Linked DNA regions of Rattus norvegicus: region 1 is linked to region 2. The links are chromatin contacts, called in public Hi-C maps. All regions are on one chromosome and are shown on one strand. The core of a region is the stretch at or near the end of the contact, and the rest is flanking DNA. Distances in the headings are between cores, read along the strand shown.

What was found. A called contact is a pair of places that touch in the nucleus more often than the background predicts.
Region 1: a contact with region 2 is called in a Hi-C map of frontal cortex, with 2.1 times the contacts expected there. The contact joins two enhancer-like sites. A contact is called at or near these places in 2 of 12 Hi-C or Micro-C datasets (frontal cortex and kidney).

The regions. Positions count from the first base shown.
Region 1 is chr18:63,970,075-63,973,665 of GRCr8, forward strand. All of the region lies in intron 2 of Ldlrad4 (low density lipoprotein receptor class A domain containing 4), which reads left to right. Among named protein-coding and RNA genes, the nearest start is that of Ldlrad4, 55 kb to the left of the region's middle. Within about 2 kb of position 1,552, at least 35 of the 93 cell types and tissues checked have an H3K27ac peak or open chromatin away from gene starts, as enhancers often do.
Region 2 is chr18:63,793,046-63,797,132 of GRCr8, forward strand. It overlaps LOC134482959 (a long non-coding RNA gene), which reads right to left. Exons shown (of 2, transcript XR_010059728.1): 2 at 1-3,685. It also overlaps a transcript of Ldlrad4 not described here. Among named protein-coding and RNA genes, the nearest start is that of Ldlrad4, 120 kb to the right of the region's middle. Within about 2 kb of position 2,401, at least 35 of the 93 cell types and tissues checked have an H3K27ac peak or open chromatin away from gene starts, as enhancers often do.

The DNA of each region.
Region 1 (3,591 bases), core at 302-2,801, 180 kb after region 2:
TGAAATGAATGAATGAATGAATGAATGAATGAGAAGGCACCGAGTCTGCGATTTGAGAGCAGAAAGATGTCTTTGGTGGTGGCTGATACTACAGGAGGCTGATACCCCAAGTTAGCCTCTGAGGGAATGGGATCTAGCGTGGGAAAGTGGAAGCATTTCTTGTACACACAGGCAGAAGTACGCTGGTGCACAGGGAGGCACAGGGAGGCATTTGCTGAGGCGTCCTCTCCTTGTGGCGTAGATCTGCACTAGTTTAAAATTGCTGTGAGCTGGCAGTCTCTGAGGGAAACATCACTGTAGGATAGATAGATTCAGGCATGACGATCAATGCCTTGGTTATGTTATAACTTTTGAAAGAACTTTGCACAGGTGTGGGCATCTTTCTCAACAATTACCCATGCTGGGTCCTTACCAAGTGCTTATGTACTTGATTCATTTTAATGTTCGACCAAGCAGATGCCATATGACTCCATAATATCCTGTCCACATAGTTAAAGAAATCAGCAGTGGTGGGTTCAGTTTGGTCCTGTGGTCATGTGTATGTGACTGAGAGCTTCCCGAGAGAAGACACAAAGGAGACCCAGGAGCTGGTGGGAGACCATACCTGGGACAAGTCTGTGTAATGCCTGTTTGGCCCTTGGGCATCCATGCGGGCAGATGTGGCTTGTTTCCAGATGCTCACAGTATGGTCAGAGAGGAGCTTATGTTTGTGGGTGGACATGTAAATATCTATCACATGTGGAGAAAATGAAGAGTCATTAGATGTGGGCTCTAGCTTTCGTCCTTGGAGAAGTCACGAGGGCAGCTTGCTTGCTTCTGTTTATGGGTGTGTGAGTATATGTTTGCACTATGAAAACCAGGAGATACTTAGATTGCCTTTGTGTTAGACTTAAGCTCAGAATGGAAAGTTCAAAGCGGGGGGCTGGGGGAAGGGCTCCATGATGTCTTCCTTGAAGGATGACACTGGATTTGTGCTTTTCCCCCTTTTATGTCTCACAAGAATGAGTTAAAATTAATAACCAGCCACTCTCATCTCTGTGGTGACCTTGGTTCATTAACACCTTGGACTGAGGTTTGCTGGCAAGGACAGTGCTTTGGAGCCCAGATTCATTCCCCTGTGACTCCAAAAGGCATTCTGAGACAGGGGCTTTGCTTCTGTTAAATTTAACAAGATAAATATTGGCTGAAACAGTTAGCAGAGAGGGATGCTTTTTTTTTTTTTTTGTAAATACGTGGCTATTTTAAGAGTTTTCAAGAGCAATCTTCGTCGTCAGGGCACACAGTATCTTCCAGAGCCTGCTAACGCCAGAGCCTCCCCCTTCGAGATGGTACATTTAGTCTTTGCAGGATACCAGGTGTTCCGTGTGTCTTTCCCACCATTAACCTTCTCATTACCTTTCAGCCCTGTCCCCAGCATTGCTGTGTAGTCTGCTCACTGGGGACGGTAATGACGCAACGTGTAAATCCAGAGTCTGGCACCTTGTAGCACCTCGATAGAAATAGAAAGCTGTGATCACAGCATTAAAATATGCTAACAGGCAGCAGGGACCAGTGGGCGCAGCGGCTACCCTGCAGATGTTCATTCTGGCGCTGGTGAGGAGTGCAGGGACGGCGAGTGGGATGCTGCTCTTATCCCGGAGTCTTCTGCTGGCTTTTGTCTCATCGCAAGGGTCACGAGAGGAGCATGCTGCCTGCTTTCTCAAGTGTGCTGCCTCTGGGGGTTCTGATGACACGGGAATGCTAATCGGATGGTGAGAGTGTGCAAAAGAATGCAACACACACACACACACACACACACACACACACACACACACACGAGGGAGGCGGTGGTGATGCTAGAAGGCAGTCAGTTTAATTAAAATAAATTAGATGTGGTTCATATCTATCATTCGAGGTGGAGTTGCTGCTGAAAAGAGATCCTAAACATGAGAGGCAAATTCAACATGCCAAACTCAAAAGGATGGTTTTATCAACAAGAAATAACAAGTGGGCCTTTGAATTTCTCAGCTGGAAATTTTCCTTGTGCATGGACTTCCTGGACTTCCTGAACTTCCTGACACATGCCCCTCTGTCTGAATGTGCTCTTCAGTGTTGAGGCCCCAGCTCCCTCCATCCTGTGCTCTCACTGTGTGGAAACCAATACCATGGAGAACTATCAGCCCATATAGACCTGGTACTGCTTATCTACAGTGAACAAGGACTGTTTCTTCAGAAGGATGGCTGCATGACTGTCTGACCCAGGCTGGAACTCACCTGCCACAGGTGTGCATGGCCAGCATGGGTGAGGTGAGACAGGGTCTAGCCTTGTCCACAATATGCTAGGGAGTAGGAGACAACACTCCTATAATAAACACCAGAAATGAGTTCAGATGTTTTGTTTGGACATCATACACCCTGAATTGACAGGGACATCCTGCCACAGTAGAGCTTCCAGGGAAGCTAGGAGCTTGGCCACAATCTCCCCTTACCTGTGGTCAGTCCCCCACCTAATGCCATCTTTGGGTGGTCTAAAGCATAATTGAACAATTATTGGTGGTGCTAAGGTGGATGATAAATATTTAATTCTTTCCTGCTACTATGGGTTTTTATGCATTTTGGACCCATATTTTCCAAAGCTATTTCAATAGTACACTTCAAAGCATATTAATTTTGATAGAACACTTTGTAATGTGCAGGCATATATGTGCACAAACACGAAGTCATGTGTTTCTTTGTGACAGGAATACATTTTAAGAAATATGCTGCTGGAGAACTTTGCTATTGTGTGACTGGCACAGGACGAACTTATGTAAACAGATGATATAGCGTTTGTGTACTTAGGTTGTGTAATGGGTACCATTGACTATGAGATTCATTCTACTGTTGACTTAAATATGATCATACGGTATGTGACTATACATACAAATCAATTACATGTATGCATTATAATATTACTTAAACTTTTAGGTTTACATAGTTTATGTTTACAAATGTTTTGCCTGCATATCTCTGCATCCCATATGTCCTTAGTTCCCAGTGAAGCTAGAATTGGGCATCAGATCCCTTGGACCTGGAGTTAGGGATGGTTGCTAAGCTACCAGGTCCTCTGCAAGAGCATCAAGTGCTGTTAACCATTGAGCCATTCTCCAGGATAATTTTAACTTTTAAAAGTAGTTATTTGACTGTGAAGTGTCCTCTGAAAGGCTGATGTGTTGATGTTGAAAGCTTGGCCCCAAGCTTATGACATCACTTCAAGATGATTAGATCATTAGTGGGCTTATTGATGAACTCAAACTGTGTGAGCCATTAGGGGTGAGGTCTGGTTGGAGGGAGTAGGCCATGGTAGAGTTGCCTTTAAAGGGCCCGCCTTATCACTTTCTCTTTCCCGCCTGCCTGCCTGCCTGCCTGCCTGCCTGTTTCTATCTCCTTCCTTTTTGGCCACTATGAGGTAAGCAAATTTTCCTTTGCCATAATAATTTTGCCTTGCTACAGACTTAGATATGAGAGGAGTTGCATATGGACTGGAGTCACAAATCACAACAAATCATTACTCCTTTAAATGGGTTTTCTTGAGGATTTTGCCACAATTATGGAAGTTGACTAAGAGAACCC
Region 2 (4,087 bases), core at 1,151-3,650:
ATCCTGCAGTGGAATCCTGCCAGGGCCAGCTGCTTCTGACGGGATTTTGTGGCAATCTGTTGGCACATCGTTTCAGGTTCAACAGTTCTTTCTCCACCCCTGCCCATTAGGATATATACATCCACAGGCGAATGCTTATTCTCACGCCCCTAGCATTTCCCCCAACCTCGGACTGTTCCAAGGATAATTCTCTTGCCAGGCGCGGTTAGAGCAAGGACCTGTCTGCAGAGGTGTTTACAGTTTGGGGCTGTGCTGTAGTCTTGCTTGACTTAACAGCCTGGCAGAGGAGCCCTGTGGCTCATGGGTCACTTTCTGTTTTTTATCCAGGTTGCTGGAGGAGTTGAATCCTAGCTTTGCAGGAACCTAGAGAGGATGACTTTTATGCCTTGCGGGTATAATGCCTATGCTTCTGGCTGGCTGGCAAGGAAAGACCCCAAACTCTGGATCCCAGTGCATGTACCCCACATTAAGTCAACCACTTTAAAATAGTATGCAGGGCTGTCCTGTTATCATATAAAGCCAAAGCCCATAGGATTCTGGGGAGGAATACATGCAAGTGTATAGACTGGTTAAATCTATAGAAATCCTGGTCAAGTTTCCTCTTCTTTCTTCTGAATTTGGGAGTATGGAGCCTCTGGGATATGTGTCTTTTTTGGGAGGGGGGGGTCAGAATTGACAGGGGACACTCAGAAAGGAACAGCTGTGAAAGCCTGGAAAATGTTAGATATTCAACACTATTCATGCGGACACATGCATTACCTGTTAATGGTGGCAAATTGCAGCATCCCTGTCTTCCTTTCCTTCCTTGGTCCATCCATCTCTCCTCGGAGCGCTTGTCCCCTGCTTCTTCAGTCCTTTCCTTTTGGAGAAAAATCTCCCAGAAGGCATTATTTCTCTGATGTCAGAGTCACTTACTGCCAACATGGGCTGTTAGATAGGAAATGCATCTTGACCTATATTTTGAGGGTACATGAGAAGTGGCATATGAGTTTTAACCTAAGAAAATAGGGACGTGCGGAGATGGCTTAGTCCGTAAGATGCTTGGCATGCAAGTATAGGGACCGGTTCAACATCCCTGGTGCCCATGTAGAAGCCAGTGCTGAAGATATAGAGCTGGGCAGATACTTGGAACTTGCTAGCCAGCCAGTCTGGCTGAATTGGGGGAACTCTTAGATTCAGTGAGAGACCCTGACTCAAAACATACGATGGAGAGAGATTGAAAAAAGACCTGATGTTGATCTCTGGCCTGCACATACATATGCATACCCATAAACACATAAACACACACACACAGCCCACACACAAATATGGGTAGAAATCTGCATACTATTTGAATTTTATAACCCCAGCACCTGCCACTTTTGGGGGGGATTGTGTGTGGGTGTGCACATGTGCTCATGTTACATGTGTGCATTGCTCATGTTCATGTTGGACAAGAAAAGGAAATAAGCAACTGCCTGGACTGTTCACAGATGTAGATATATTGGCTTCAAATTTCCAATTAACATTGGTTTTCCTCTGTTACAGGAAGACTTGAGAATAATGTCTGTATTGTTATGTATCCATTTGATTTAAAGATAGATTGCTTTTCTTTGAATTCCCACTAAAAATGATACTGTGACCTTTTTAGGATTTTTTTTTGAGGACTTCTCTCTCTACCAAGCTTGTTTTTCAGCTGGGTCTTGGAAATTCTGAAGAGTGTAGCTGTAATTTCTCCTTTGATTGGCAGCCGAGAGCTTTCCTGGACAAAAATAAGGCTCTACTGTGCCAAATGGTTGACTTTTCTAGAATAAAAACTCTAAAGGGTATGCAAAAAGTCTTCTGGTTAATATATTGGCATTCCCAGAACCCACTAAAACCCTGACAGCCTGCCAGCATTCACTTAATGAGGACGCAGAATGTCTGGCTCTAATTCCCATGAGTGGAACGAGGTGGGGGCTGGATATCCACACCCTTTATTAATTTTTAATGACTGTATTTTTGTTTTGCAGATTTTGCTTCAGTACCCCAGTAGCCTCACAGCTGACCCCACATCGCCCCCACCCCATTCATTCATTTACTTGATACGGGAGAATAGGGAAGTGGCTGAGATCACTGACAGATCACGTGTGACCGCATAGGTTCTTTTCGTTGCTAGTTTTCTCTCGGTTTCTTTTCCCTCCCTTCCTTAGTTTTTGGAAGAGGAAGAGAGAAAAAGAAACAGCGAAGATGACAACTTTTAAAAAAGAACCGTGTTTTGTTGTCTGCTGGGAAAAGAGAGGCATTTATGAAACTTTTAGGTTTGTCAGACAGTTTATATGACAGTGCAAGTTGGTGCTTGCCAAGCTCCAGACAGATTGTTAATGTTCCATGACAGGGATAAATAAATTACTGCTGTCTGCAACAGGCTTGCACTGCAAACCCACTGAGCAGCTCAGCTGCTGTGTGCTTTTCTTGGGGCCTGGTGGGAGTACAGCTGCACAGAGGCCTCTGCCTGCTGCCTGCAGCGCTGGGACCTGGCTTAGAGGTGAAAAGGGTGTGTCTCTCACTTTTATTTTGGGCTTTATGATAGAATCCACTTACCAAATATCTGCTCCCCACCTCCCTTTTATTATTATTATTATTTTTTTACAAGACCGCCCACCTCTGTCCCCATCTTGGTCTTCTGCCCCATACCCACATTCCTCCTCCCAGCCTCCCACGAAAGGGAAACATTTGTATCTGCTAAGAGCCCGAGGTAATCTACAGTCAAGTTTCAAGCTGTTTACAGTGGCGTTCTCTGGGCAGCGGATGAGTATGTGCTGCCTGGAAGGGGGCTGGGTGGCACTCCTTGGGCATAATGTACTTTTATCATGGCAGTTTGGCGACTCAGCTGGCAGAGTGACAGGTGTAATGGACCTAATGGTCTTGCTCTAGTTAGTGGACACACTGCTCATATTACAAAGCCACCTCATATGCGGAGCCCCGGCCAAGTGATTTGCAATTCTCCTTGCAGATAGGACTCTGGGCCTGGCTTATTAAGTGACATTAAGGTCAGGAATCGGGTGGGTGTGAGAAACATGTGTGCGCCCTTAGCCACCCTGTTTCTAGCCACCCTGCAGCGACTCTTCAAAGCCTTACTTGGAAAAGGAAATAACCCATCCCATCCCCTCTGGCTGGCCCTTCCTTCTCACGGGGCGTGGTGGGGGACCCTTTGGTGTGAGTGGACTTCCTGCTCTTGGTGTTTGCAGAATGTAGGCTTCCTGCCAACGGTGCTGGTTCCTGTGTGCTTGCCGGCCACTTCGCTCCAGATATAGGCAGTTGTTGGGGCAGGCACAAGTCAGTGTTGTTTCTATTGCCTGTGCCTCAGGGACTGGCAACCTGTGTGGAGACTTAGGGCAGCAATTTCTGCAGTAAAAGCTCACTGTCTGTCTAAGGCCAAAGCCAGAGGGCCTCTTTCTGAAGGACTCCTTGAACCTGGTCCGACCTGCTTGGACCCCGGCACTTGGTCAGATGGCTATGGTAGGAATTTCACTTATGTGCTCTGCTGGGTCCTCTTCTTAGTGCTGTGCATCTATAAGCTGATATTGATCTCCACAGCAGCTCTGTGACAGACACTGATGCAAGTCAAGAAGTTATCCAGGGGCTGGGGGTTTAGCTCAGTGGTAGAGCGCTTACCTAGGAAGCGTAAGGCCCTGGGTTCGGTCCCCAGCTCCGAAAAAAAGAACTAAAAAAAAAAAAAAAAAAGAAGTTATCCAAAGTCATGTAAACATGTAAATAAAAAAGTGGAATCCTGAACAGCTCGGGCCATCTGGCTAAGAGATCTGTGGCTTTGACACTTTGAAAAAGGGCTACCCAGGCAGGCCACACATTCTTCATCAGAGGCCATATGAGCTTGAGAAGGAATGCCTTGCCATTTTTCTGCTGGACTCTGGGTAGGCCCCAGTGGGATTCTTGCTTGCTAGCAGCATGCCCAGGGTCCTCCTGTCTGTTCTTCTACTTCCATATTCCCTTCGCACCCTCCTTGTTCTGATTCTGCTCTCTGCTGTCTGGTCTGTGGAGAGAGCCTCAGTTCTGAGAATGGGACGAGAAGTGGCACCTTCAGTTCCTTGACAGGAAGGCAAGGCTC